Linked DNA regions of Mus musculus: region 2 is linked to region 1. Evidence: chromatin contacts called from public HiChIP or PLAC-seq data. All regions are on one chromosome and are shown on one strand. The core of a region is the stretch at or near the end of the contact, and the rest is flanking DNA. Distances in the headings are between cores, read along the strand shown. Region 1 overlaps Vps8 (VPS8 CORVET complex subunit). Region 2 overlaps Igf2bp2 (insulin-like growth factor 2 mRNA binding protein 2).

Region 1 (7,039 bases), core at 2,856-5,355:
CTTGAGCTTGCTGTGCAACTAAGGACCTTGAACTTCCAGTCTTCCCATCCCTGCCTTCCAGGCCCTAGGACTGCAAGTGTGTCACTGTGCCAGGTCTTATGTGATGCTGGGGATGAAACCCAGAGCTTCCTGATGTTAGGTGTGCACTCTGCCAACTGAGCTCTATCTCAGTCCCCTCTCAGTGCATCCTGGTAAACAGCAGAACTATAGTTCTCACCAGCAAGGGAGCTAGAATATACTTACATAAACAAACGTATTGCCGACACTGCAGTTTTGAATTGTCAGAGGTACATATTTGGTGTGAGTAGAATTTTATAAAGTGAGTGACTTGGATCAAATAGCAGGGAAGATGGAGGGAGGGATGGATGGGTGGGTAGGTGGGTGAATAGATGGATGGATGGATGGATGGATGGATGGATGGATGGATGGATGGGTGGATGGATGGAACTAGGCACAGTGTCAAAATAAGTTGAGGCAGGAAGGTACCTGGGGGTTGAGACTAACCTGGTGAACACAGTGAGCTCTGGGGGAGGCAGGGCATAGCTGTAAATGTGAAAACTGGGAAGGAAAGAGCAGGGACGAGCACGCCTGGTTTCGTCCTGAAGATGAGAGGAAACACTGATGGTTTTAAAGCAGAGCCAGTATGAACTAACCAGTACCCGGGAGCTCTTGTCTTTAGCTGCATATGTATCGAAAGATGGCCTAGTCGGTCATCACTGCAAAGAGAGGCCCATTGGACTTGCAAACTTTATATGCCCCAGTACAGGGGAACGCCAGGGCCAAAAAGGGGGAGTGGGTGGGTAGGGGATTGGGGGGGGTGTGTATGGGGGACCTTTGGGATAGCATTGAAAATGTAAATGAGGAAAATACCTAATTTAAAAAAAAAAAAAAAAAAAAGCAGAGCCAGACTTTAGGCTGTGGGAAGACAGCCGTATCTGATCTTCACCTCTTTTCCAGATCCAGTCATAATGAATGGAGTAACATTCCTACCAGTCAGCAAAGGTTTGTGTCCAAGACACCTAAGAATAGCATTAATGCAGAAAGAATTTTCACCATTGTACATAACCAAATATTTGATGAAAATATAAAGTAAGGACTTAAAAAAAAAGTCTACTGCCCAACAATATAGAAATACTCATCTTACCAATGTTGGAAGTAATGTACACCAATGTAGCAGTGCATCCTCTGCCTTAGGTTACTAAGCTAGCAGGTTCTTAGAAATGCTAAACGTGTGCCCGTGTAAAAGGGCATTCTCTGTGTGTTTACATGTGTTGCGTGTATTTACATATGTGTATGGACTGATTTGTAGGATATGGGTGCACCTGCGTGTGGAGGTCACAGGTTGGGTCCTGTCTGGTGTCTCCCTCAGCTGCTATCTGTCACTGAGGCAGTGAAAGATATTTCATCATATGCTGAGCTGGAGCTCACAGTTCATCTCCTGTAGCTGGTATTCCCTAACTCTGTCATCTGTAACCTGGCTAAGACTCCAGTCAAGCCCCCACCACTACCCAGCTGGGATCTGAACTCCCATTATCACACTTGCTGGCCAAGTAAGTGCTTTTTCTATTGAAGCTCTTACCGACCACATATGTATTCATTTTTGTAAGTGACATTATTTGAGTGGGTCCTCTGAGTCCGTGTGTTAAGAAGCTAAACCCCCAGGTTCATATGCTGGAGGTAGTTAGAGACATATAAGGTCATGAGAGAGACTGGGCTCCTATTGTTGGGGTTAAGAAGATTGGCTAAGGAAAAGAAGGGTCCTGGGCTAGCATGCTTTCACTTTCAGTATGTAAGCATAGAGGGAAAGTTCTCAGAACCACCAACCAACTAAACTTCTATTGCCTATAGCTTATCCAACCTGTGTCAGTTTGTCACAGCAGCTGGAAGTGTATTAGACAGTGCAGATGCCAGGCAACAAACACTGTTGTCCCTCATTAATGTGCACATGTACGTGTAAAAGTCCATAGTCCTGATTTAAGTCCCTTTAGCCAACTGTGTTTCAAGTTTCTTGGGAAACTCATAGATTTCCACTTCTAGATAGAATATCTTTGGGGTTTCTTATGAGGGGCAGTGATGAGCAAAATATGTTAAAAAAATCATTCATAAGACATTAGACATCAGACATTTGAACACAGAGAACCCTTAAAAAGTGACAAAGAGCATAAAAGGTAGAATCGCCCATAAACTACTTGAAGAAACTTGCTAAATCGTTAGCTAAAGTGGACCTGAGGCAGAACATCAGATTCAATCAAGAGAGTCCGGGAAAGCCGAGGTGGTAAGGGTTTACAGGGCACTCATGGGACAGGAGTAGCTCTGAGAGAGGTGAGAAAACTACTTGAAGTTTAAGAGAAAAATAAAACAATTATCTGAAAGAATTAGATGGGACAGTGCCCCAGACTGACATACACCCAGAAATAAGGTCTGTTTCTAGCAGTGCACGTGCAGAGCTGTATCACCAACAGAGCGTTAAAGATGCCCAGAGCACTCTCCCTGTGAAGGCGTAGGGGAGAATTTTTCTAACTGCTTCTTTGACCCCACCAACGAAGCTTAACAGAAGAGTAGAGCTGAGCTACTTACAGCTGCTAGAACAAAGTGGGGTCTTCTAAGAATTTAGAAGATAGACAACACCTAACAAAGTAAGAGTTCTACTCTCTGGCAAGTAGAGGGGGCAGAATCCATGGACACTGTTGACCCAGGCATGGTCCAGGAGATAGAATTAATAGGGACACTTAAGGTTATCATAATTTATTCCACATGCTCAAGAAACTCCAGGGAAGATTGAATCTATTGACTACAGATAGGAAAGCTAGAAAGCGTCAGCATCTGGAGAGTCAAATGGTGGCATCTAAGCTGAAGGTGGGGTCACCAGCAGAATGGATATTTACAGAAGAAATGATTAGCGAACAGCATGGCAAAAGAAAGTCAGGCATGTGGCTGATACTATTAGAACATTAGCACAGATTGTATGCTACACAGTCCCAGTGTGCACTCAGCGGTATCCCCTAACCAAATGGTCATTCATAAAGGTATTCACCTTTTGCTGTGACTCAGGTCGGATTTTGCTATAAGATGCGGTTCGATACCAAACCATGGTGTTTCGTCTTATAAGATGTTACTGGGATAGCAATCTTGTGGTTTCAGAGATTGTGAGTTTTGAGGAAAAGGTTTATGGGCCCATTTTGTAGGAAATCTTACAGCCGTTTTTGCTATACGCTTGTGCTCTCGAGGCATGGAGCTGCAGAAGTCTAAGAGGTAATGAAGGTTGAGTGCCAAGTGTCACATACTTGGATGCTTTTGACAATGTTTTTAATATTTAAAAAATTGAAAGGAGACAAGGTGGTGGTGGCACATGCCTTTAGTCCCAGCACACGGGAAGGAGACAGGCAGGTAGGTATATCTCTGAGTTTGAAACCAGTGTGGTCTACAGAGTTCCAGGACAGCCAGGGCTACACAGAGAAATCCTGTCTTAGACATAAAAGAAAAATGGAAAGGAACCAAAATATCCCAGTAGGCCACAGTTGGTTAGATTAGTTACAGCACCTGTATACAGTGAGTAAACTTTGTAGCAATGAAAAATACCACACTGTAGAGAATATTAATGTAGCAAACTATTGTTTAATGAACAGTATGGACATCACAGAGTGTGACTGCAGGTGCTCACAGTGGTCATTGCTGTGGTTGACTCTGGCTTCTGCTTCCTATGTCTGCTCTGGCTTCTAGATTTCCTTCAGTGCATATATTCCTTCTTATATAGCCAGAAAAAAAAAAAATAAGGCTTTTTACAGAAAACAATGATGGCACACACTCCTCTTTCACTTAAGCCTCGGATTACCTGAGTCAAGAATCACTTTGTTAACAGCACTCACCGAGGTTCAATGTGTTCAGCATTATTAAGGCCATCACTCAGCTGTCATCCACATCTCCAGATCTGCTCTCTGTACACCTGGATTTATAGCCGCATTGCCTGAGGCATTTCCAGAGGATCCTTTTAAAACAAAAGTAAGACCTTTTTCTGGGGCTGCTGAACGTCTTCTGTTGCACATCCGAGGCTTCCAGACTTAGTCTCAGGAGAGCAGCCTTCTCCATTGAGTCATCCACCACATCCCACTCCGGACTTGCCTTAAAACGTCTGCAGATCCTTTTATGAGGCCTTTTTTTTTTTAAGCTTAAATATCTACTTCCTTTTGAAAATCTATTTCTCCCTTTTGAAAAAGAACATAGCAGAAGTTAAAAATGTAAGCTACACTGTACATCTGGTGTGATTTCCGGAGTATTGATGTCATAGTATGTCACACCAAGGATGGTCAAGTCCTGTTCTTGCAGACTTTTTGAACCTGACAGTCTGGACAGCTAGCGGTTTTTACCTTTAATCTGAGTCATGCTTTCTGAAGTTTTTGAAAGTCACATCATGTCACCACTCTAAAGATGGGAGAATAGAACCAGTAAATGAGGCCGACTGAGGTCTCACACAGTAGCCAGCTTTATTCAGAGCAGCAGACAGTTTATACTCTGAGGTTAAGAAAGGTCACTGAGTAAGGTTCTCATGATCAAGCTGTGTACAATCTCAGGAGCATGGCAAGCATGTTTTCCAAGCAGGCATACAGAGGAGAGTTTAAGCATTTAATCGAATAACAAGAGTAAGCAATAACAAGTAAGTTGAAGTAAACTCACTCCTGTCAGCTATACCTGGGAGGGGCACAAGAGCAATTCTACCTTTTAAAGAAATGGGGGGGGATGGGGAGGGTGTCTAGATTCTTGTCTTGTTTTCTTGATGTGTTCTCACAAGCACTCCGAATTCTCACAACTGACTTCATCCTGGACCATGTTCCGACAACATGAAAGCAAGAAAGCTTCAACATGTTCCTACTTACATGGTCACATGACAGTGACAGAAAGCATCATCATCATTGTCGTCGTCCGTTCTGCAGCTTCCTCAGCTGGGAGCTACATTGAGCCTGGGAACTCAGTGCAGTTCCTTGGAGCCCTTCCCCATCATTCTAGATGCAGAAGTTAGGATCAACTAGCCAGCCTACAGTTATTGTCATGTCTTATTTATAAGTGATAAGCATATTAACCATTCTGGCTTCATGGGCCTGATACTAATATGTGTTGGAATTTACTACTGGATTTGGAATTTTCTATAAGAAACTGAATTTCTTTCATACAAAGCTGTTCATATTTTTTGTGTCATCATGCTGTGTCCACACTTACAAGTTCTGTATTTCAAGACCTGTGTCCTTTAGATTTAGTTTATTATCAACTTTGTTGATGTTCCCCTCCCCCCTTTTTTGGAGATTTCATAATTCATTTAATTTAGACTTTACCACAGGAATCTATAAATAATCATTGGCTGGCTTCCAGAATACTAAGTTCAGTATTATTAGAAATAATTGTATATATAGCAGCAAAGACAAATTATACTTTGAATGCTCAATGGTCTAGACTTAAAGAATATTTTATCTTTTAGAGGTTTGAAGTGATTTTGTATGTGTCAGATCCATAAAAGGAGAAATAATATCATCAAACTACATGTATGAAATTGCCAGAGAAAACAAGAAGGGAGGAGAAAGAGCAAACAAAACAGAAATCTAACACAGGCAGGATTCCTTCTTTGTGGTTTTTCTCTTGTCCTTGCTTGAATATAAAGAAACCACAGAGATTTGTAGAGGGAGGGATCTCCATCATAAACCATGAAGAAAATGACAAGACTAATTGTGTCCTCTTTGGTGTCTCTAACATGAGATGCCCCACTGTATTGCCAATGCCCTCTTAGTGTTGGCAGACACGAAGCACATTGCATGTATCTCAGTGACCTCTCAAACACTGCAGAAAAGTGACCCTCAGTACGGCAGCTGAAGGGTTAAAGTCTGAATAAAACCAGCAGGGTTGCACTTGTATTAGAAATCAGGAGTGCGCCTTCCGCTCGACTCGAGACTCGAGCCCCGGGCTACCTTGCCAGCAGAGTCTTGCCCAACACCCGCAAGGGTCCACACGGGACTTCCCACGGGACCCTAAGACCTCTGGTGAGTGGACCACAGTGCCTGCCCCAATCCAATCGCGCGGAACTTGAGACTGCGGTACATAGGGAAGCAGGCTACCCGGGCCTGATCTGGGGCACAAGTCCCTTCCGCTCGACTCGAGACTCGAGCCCCGGGCTACCTTGACAGCAGAGTCTTGCCCAACACCCGCAAGGGCCCACACGGGACTCCCCACGGGACCCTAAGACCTCTGGTGAGTGGAACACAGCGCCTACCCCAATCCAATCGCGTGGAACTTGAGACTGCGGTACATAGGGAAGCAGGCTACCCGGGCTTGATCTGGGGCACAAACCCCTTCCACTCCACTCGAGCCCCGGCTACCTTGCCAGCTGAGTCGCCTGACACCCGCAAGGGCCCACACAGGATTCCACACGTGATCCTAAGACCTCTAGTGAGTGGAACACAACTTCTGCCAGGAGTCTGGTTCGAACACCAGATATCTGGGTACCTGCCTTGCAAGAAGAGAGCTTGCCTGCAGAGAATACTCTGCCCACTGAAACTAAGGAGAGTGCTACCCTCCAGGTCTGCTCATAGAGGCTAACAGAGTCACCTGAAGAACAAGCTCTTAACAGTGACAACTAAAACAGCTAGCTTCAGAGATTACCAGATGGCGAAAGGCAAACGTAAGAATCCTACTAACAGAAATCAAGACCACTCACCATCATCAGAACGCAGCACTCCCACCCCACCTAGTCCTGGGCACCCCAACACAACCGAAAATCTAGACCCAGATTTAAAAACATTTCTCATGATGATGATAGAGGACATCAAGAAGGACTTTCATAAGTCACTTAAAGATTTACAGGAGAGCACTGCTAAAGAGTTACAGGCTCTTAAAGAAAAGCAGGAAAACACAGCCAAACAGGTGATGGAAATGAACAAAACCATACTAGAACTAAAAGGGGAAGTAGACACAATAAAGAAAACCCAAAGCGAGGCAACGCTGGAGATAGAAACCCTAGGAAAGAGATCTGGAACCATAGATGCGAGCATCAGCAACA
Region 2 (7,039 bases), core at 2,520-5,019, 520 kb after region 1:
GTAGGGTTTGCTTTGAGAATTAAGCAAGGTGATTCATACTGGTCACATTCTACCACTGAGGGAGCTCAGGCAGGTACTCCAGGGGGAAGCTAGCTACAGGAACTGAAGCAGAAGCCATTGAGGGGTGCCACTTACTGGTGTACTCTGCCTGCTTTCTAATAGAACCCAGGCCCACCTGCTAAGGAGGGGTTCCACCCCATCCCCCAAGATGTTCATGAAATGACCTATAGAGTTGCCTACAGGCTAATCTGATGAGGCATTCTTTCCTTAATTAAAGACTTCCTCTTTCTCAGTCTTGAATTTGCAGGCATTGATTCCACTACAAAAGCAGCTGCCTTGCCCTTTACCGTCAGCGGGGGCAGGAATCATGGCGTTACACATGGTTTCTAGTGCCAGCTTCTGTGATACCCCACCACCACCACCAAAGCAGCAGCCGAAACAGGAAGCCGTTAAAGAGAAGTCATAAAAGTTGTGATAGGGATGCTGAAATGTAGCTGCCCACAGCTGATGGCTCCTGGCGGGATGCAGGTAGGGAAGGACTGTTTTCTTTGGGGTTAGGATTGGGAGTTTGACCATGCTCCAGTGAATATTGATCAACACAAACTAGGCTTAGGGTTCCTTTCTTTTTTGGAGGGAGGGCGGTGTCGTAAAGGTTGGGGTAGGACCTGGGAGGACTGGGAAGTGAGTATGATCAGGGTGCGTTTTGTGAAATTCCCAAATAATCAATAAAAGCATTATGTTGGGAAGGGGCTCTCTTCCAGTCAAGGATAAAAACCAACCAGTGCACACCAAGAACAGAGAGATAAGAAAGTGTAATAGGCAAAAGCACCCTTAAGAGGTCAGGCCACCCTGCCCTCTGGCTTCTGCAGAGAAGTTTCCCTCCTGTGATCCCATGCAGTAGTCTCCAGAGCCACAAGCCAGGGCTGGAAAAGATGTGGATGGCTTACTAGAATGTCACACTTACACATGTAACTAAGAGTCCACACCCGGGCTGCCAGTCTTTCAGAAGCCACCAGTCGGCAATGAGGTCAGGGCTGCAAATAGCAGTGTTTCTCATGGGCAAGAACTCTAGCTGTGATGTTAGAGTCTTTCTGTACCGATAACATAATCATAAATCGGACTAAACACTTTCTGTATATTTTCTAACTTACATAAAATGGAGAAATTGTATAATGACCTCAGCTTTAACAATGAATCACCCTATGGCAATCTCACATCATATGTCTCCTAACTCACACAGGCCACTTGACTGAATGGTTCTCACGTGTGAACTCTGCAGATGGCAATGTCAAAAAGTAGAACATTCCCATGGGTAAACCAGATTTTCTATATATTTTACTTAGACATATGTCAGTCTTATTAAAGATATTACTATGTCTTATTAAAAGATAATTTTTTAAAGATTTATTTATTATTCTGAACCAAAATAACCCGCTCCTCCCTTAGGCTGCCTCTGCCTAATACTCTGTCACAATGACAAGTCACTACCACAGGGAGATTAGAGGGATCTCAGAAACAGCAAGGCCAGGCCTATCTCAGCCACATGAGAGAGGCTGAGGTAGAAGGATCCTTCAGGCTTAGACGTTCACGCACAGCCAGGATGGCACTGAAGCGACTTAACCCTAAGAAACAAAAACAGCAAAAACCTACAGAAACAGCAGCGAATTTATAATCAACAGTTGACAGTAACTGAAGGTCTTTAAATGGTACTTTTTATTATTATAAAAATAGTATCGCCGGGCGTGGTGGCGCACGCCTTTAGTTCTAGCACTCAGGAGGCAGAGGCAGGCGGATTTCTGAGTTCAAGGCCAGCCTGGTCTACAAAGTGAGTTCCAGGACAGCAGGGCTACACAGAGAAACCCTGTCTCGAAAAAAATAGTATCTTTCTGGGGCTAGGAATGGAGTGAATCAGAAGAACACCTGTCTACCATACACCGAAGCCCTTGGTGTGGTCCCAGCACCATATAAACAGCGGATGCTGATCATCTCAGCTCTCAGGAGGTACAGGCAAGGAAGACTGAAATACAAGGGCATCAATGCATGGTTTTGAGGTCAAATCTGAGCTTCTTGAGGCTCTGTCTCAAACAAACAAACAAACAAACAAACAAACAAAACCCCCCACAAACACCTTTTGGGAGGATGCATTAGACCCGCCCACCTTACAGAGAGTAAGTAGCAGGGTTTACTTAAAGCCTAACAATTAAAATACAGATCATAAGCAAGACAGGCTTTGCCAGACAACACAACTGTGTCACACCAAACATCCATGCATCTTCGCCTTTCCAGAAGGGTCACATGAAATTATCTAGTGAAACAAGTAATTGCCTAAGTTCTTCCCACCATGCACTCCGCTCCTAAATAAGACTACAGAGTAAGCAATCAGGAGGGGGTGGGTCTGGAGTTATCCCAAAGGAGGCGGCGCTCAAGCAGTAACAAGGGCCAGAGGCTAAGCTGTATTCACTGAGCAGCTCTGAGTGGCTTGTGGACACCCTGCTTGCTTCCCTTGAGACCTGCCCACTACATGAACCTAGGCTATCAGTCTTAAAGAAAAAAAAAAAAAAAATCCTATTGATCAAGCAATTGAAACAGACTGAAAAATGTAACATAGACAAGTTATTAGCAGGAAAAGCCTCAATCATTTAAATATCATCCTTGGTGTTTTGGCAGGCTTCTGTCTTCTCTCAATGTAGGGAGCTAAGAGAGGCCTCTAAGCGGTAAGGACTCTAAGCAGGGCCTCAGCTCCAGTGCCTGACTTACTGCACACCCCAGGGACAAAGTAGACTTTCAGAAAATGGAACAACCATGTGAGGTCTCCATTCACATCTGTAGCAACTTCTGCTGCTGGGTTCATAGCTAGGACCTGGTTATTTCATTCAGGTATATAAATACCTGTAACTCTTGAACAATTCAGATCTCAAGTATGTGGAGGGTGTGATCTCGGAGCACCCATAGTTCGCCAGGAGGTGGCTCTGTCTTGGGAGGTCTACAACACAGGCCCGGAAGTGGTTTTCTGCAGACCACGTTCACCATGATTCCCAGAAGGAAGATCCCTAAAAATAGGTAGTGACCGCCTCTCCTGTGTGTCATTATGTTACGATAAAGCAGCTGACATGACAAGCCATTAGTCACAAGCCTTACTGACTCAGGTTCCAGCCTACACGAGGGGTGACCTGGGTTACAACTCACTGAGGGTTCTACTTGACAGGTCTCACAGTGCTACCCGGAGACGGTGTGGCTGTACTGGCAGGAACTATCTATGTATGTCTCCCCTCCCACCATGAGGTGTCTACTCTTTGGCTTCCGGATCACTTGAGTCCAATGATTTATTTCTTCCCCCTCCTTCCCCTTGCTAATTTTAAACTCAAGTCCAAATTAATATTTTTTTGAGAGATAGCGTCATGCTGAGCCCCTCCTACGACTTCTCATGACCGAGGAATCAACTGCAGCACAAAACATCTTGTGGCGGCCTCAGAATAGAAAGCACACTTAGAGAGTTTTAGTTTCTTTTTTTGGCCCAAAGCTGCCAAAGCAGTGATTTGCTCTAACTTCTGCTCTAAACACACACGCTTCCCCCATTTAGCTATCTATTTAGTGATACAAGGGATACACACAAAATAAAATTGAGACACATATTCTTTGGACCGGTAAGCTCAAGTTTACGTGGCAGCAGTGGGAGAGGGGCTTGCTGTGGACACCAGTGAGAAGCAGCGAGCGCAGGTCAGCAGAGGAGCAGGCGAGGCATGGTGAGGCGAGGCGCGGCGAGGCGTGAGCACGTGAGCATGGCGAGGCGCACAGGCCCCCTCCCTGCTCGGGCTCTGACCACTCGCTTCCTTCCTGTTCTCTCTGCCCTCTTGTCAGTGTCCTAGATGCTGATGTATGATATGATGCACCATGCCCTCCTCACTGTGGGTGCCTGAAGGATAGGGACCCATGGAGAAGATGCTTCCAAAAGCAAGGAAGCATGGAGCAGGGCTGGGAGACTGGGGAAGCTGAGCCACGCTTCCCACAGTCGGGGCTTCAACAACAAGTTCACGGCCAGATCCTGATTTCACCCTTAACTTAAACTTGTTGACTATAGAAGTCCTGTGGAACCCGAGAACAGAAAACATGCTGGTTCTAGATTTCTAGACAGATGAGACTACAATGGTAACAGATCTCTTGGGTGAAATTCCTGTCCATCAGGAAGTGACGCTGTGAGCCTAAATGCAGACTATTCCTAAAGGCAGGCTCTTTGTAAGGAGCAACCGTAATGGGTACAGATACATGAGCTTCAGTTCTGTAAAAACATCACCTGCTTGCTCCACTTCTTCCCCCAAACCAAAGGCAGAGACACATGGAGAAAATGTGCATTTTGGGGGCTGGAGAGATGACTCAGCGGTTAAGAGCACCAACTTCTCTTCCAGAAGTCCTGAGTTCAATTCCCAGCAATCACATGGTGGCTCACAGCCATCTGTAATGGGATCTGATGCCTTCTTCTGGTGTGTCTGAAAAGAGTAAGAGTGTACTCATTTACATAAAATAAATAAATCTTAAAAGGAAGGAAGGAAGGAAGGAAGGAAGGAAGGAAGGAAGGAAGGAAGAAAGATGCAGGAAGGAAGGAAGAAAGATGCAGGCAAGGAAAGGAAAGGAAAGGAAAGGAAAGGAAAGGAAAGGAAAGGAAAGGAAAGGAAAGGAAAGGAAAGGAAAGGAAGATGCAGTTTCTTATAGTTGGGTAACGAACTTACTGTCCACAGCTGTTGACCACTGCAATGGGGCCCACATTTTCAGCTACTATCAAATAGGAGCTCTTATCAAGTGCAATTTAAATAGCAATAAACATCAAAATAATTCGTCTGTGTGGCTAATCAGATCTGCTCTGCCACTGTTCTCCTTTTATCTACTGATGGCTCCTCTTCTCCCATCAGACAGTCCTCTCTTTCACACTCTCTCTCTCTCTCTCTCTCTCTCTCACACACACACACACACTCTTATTCCTCTCCCCTTTCTTGTCCCTGGCTCTCCCCTCCAGTTAGACCCTTCTCTCTCCTTACACAGTCCCCCTTCCATGACCTTCCTATATTTTAGAGTCTAGCGTAGACATAGGAGAGAAAACCCCTGGTCTTTGTCTTTCTGAGCCCAGCTTGTCTCACTTGACATGATCTCCTGCTCCTTCATTCCCCTGGTATGGCATTTCACTCCTCTTTACGGCTGAGGAGTATTTTGTGCATATGTGCTATGTGTATCCACTGAGCATATTTGCCAAAGCTTTTAATCCACTCACCTGCTGAAGGGCTTCCCTGCGGCCCCATACCTTGGCCACTGTGAAGGATGCATGCGCTGCGCTGCTATCTTGGCCACTGTGAAGGACGCATGCGCTGCGCTGCTATCTCTTTGGCACACTGACTTAGATTCACCCCAGCCTAAGTGGTTCGCTGAGTCATTCCATTCTATTTTCAGCATTTCTTGAGGAACCTCCACACTGATTTCCATGGTGGCTACACTCAGTTCCAAACAGCAGTGTCTTGAGAGGCCTCCCTTCCCCACAGGTAGTATAATAACATCCTAAATTATTTACTACTAAATTAAAATCAAATCAAACAACTGCACATTTCTCCCACTGGCATTTCTTATGTTTTGAGTTTATGTTTTAGAGAAGAGAATCTTACTATATAACACCACAGCCTGAAATTCGGAGATCACAGGCATATGCTACTATGGTCAGTCCTTGCAATAAAAGTACTTTAAGTATACCAGTGCAGAAAATGTGTCAGCAAACAGGGCTGGGAGGCCAAACTCAACCAGCCAGCCACCTGTCTTTGTCTTAGGGTTTTGTTTTAATATTAAACAAACTAAGAATACCTTTTGGTTTTTTTTAAATTACATTGGTTGATGCATTTATTGGTTGTATATAAATGTATGGAAGTCAGGCAGCAAACCCCAAGAATGATTTTAACTTTTTTTTTAAAAAAAGTTTGAAAGAGCTGGCATCATCAGGGCTACTTCAGTAAAGGCACTGCCACCAAGTCTTATGACCAGAGCCCAATTCCCAGGATCCACGTGGTGGAAGGAGAAGCAACTTTGACAACCTGTCCTCAGCCCTCCACTTGTATACACCCCACACACAGACCACACACACCAAATAAATGAATGTAATATAAACATGTAAATAACTCTTTTCATTGTGTCATGATTCATAGATGGCTTGGTAGGTTCTGATTATTGCTTTTATTTTCCAAGTCTGAAAGAAGAGTCAATGTCAACCACAGTATCTTCTTAGACATCAGACAGAGAAGTTTGACGTTGGATTTGATCAAGGTCGCAGCCCTGATGAACACCAAGACCAGGAATATACCATTTCCTACCTATGCTCTGAGGTTTTCCCATCACACAACTGTCCTCCTGGAGTCTTCCAAGTATGGCTGCCCAAAGTATCTTAAACATTCTCTACAGATTTGATAGCTCACCATAGTATCAAACTCATCCTTCCTAAAATAGATGGAGAGTAGACAGCACCACAGGCTCAGTGGTACCCTGCCCGATGACGAGATCGACCATCCTTGGCAAACCACTTCCAACCAGTTCCCAGAAGCTCTGCCTGGGGTTGTGTCTTCAGACCTGCCTATCTGTTCCTTCAGGCTTTTCTATGGAGTCTCACTACTGCAGATCCTTTACTGTATAAACATGATCACAAGCTCCAGAAGAAACTTGACGATGCTTTATTACATGCATTTATTTATATGGAGCTGGGAACACGAGTCTGCAGGTCAGAGGGCAGCTGGTTGGAGCTGGTTCCTACTCCACCATGTTATGGTCAGGCTTGGCAGCAAGTGCCTTTCTTTACTTGCTGAGCCATTTCACCAGCCCTAATAGACTACTTTCTAAAAACTCCCAATACATCTTACCACCATCACCTTCCAAACCACAGTCCTGTTTCCACCAGCTAGCACCACCATGTCGTCGTTAAAAAGGACCCTGTGATTAAGCAAACTGTTGTAGATGCCAAGCTAAACAGATCTCCTTCTTGCCACGCTTCTTGGGGCCTTACCAGACACACGTGCCT

Evidence for each region. HiChIP or PLAC-seq counts read pairs in DNA pulled down with a chosen protein or histone mark.
Region 2: an H3K4me3 HiChIP or PLAC-seq map of bone marrow-derived macrophages shows a contact between it and region 1, with 5 times the contacts expected there. The contact joins two enhancer-like sites.

Annotation. Positions count from the first base shown.
Region 1 is chr16:21,591,681-21,598,719 of GRCm38.p6, forward strand. The region is part of intron 44 of Vps8 (VPS8 CORVET complex subunit); the gene reads left to right. Among named protein-coding and RNA genes, the nearest start is that of 2510009E07Rik, 99 kb to the right of the region's middle. Within about 2 kb of position 4,106, at least 8 of the 459 cell types and tissues checked have an H3K27ac peak or open chromatin away from gene starts, as enhancers often do. A contact at or near this core is called in bone marrow-derived macrophages, where this site is marked.
Region 2 is chr16:22,115,937-22,122,975 of GRCm38.p6, forward strand. The region is part of intron 2 of Igf2bp2 (insulin-like growth factor 2 mRNA binding protein 2); the gene reads right to left. Among named protein-coding and RNA genes, the nearest start is that of Igf2bp2, 44 kb to the right of the region's middle. Within about 2 kb of position 3,770, at least 116 of the 459 cell types and tissues checked have an H3K27ac peak or open chromatin away from gene starts, as enhancers often do. A contact at or near this core is called in bone marrow-derived macrophages, where this site is marked.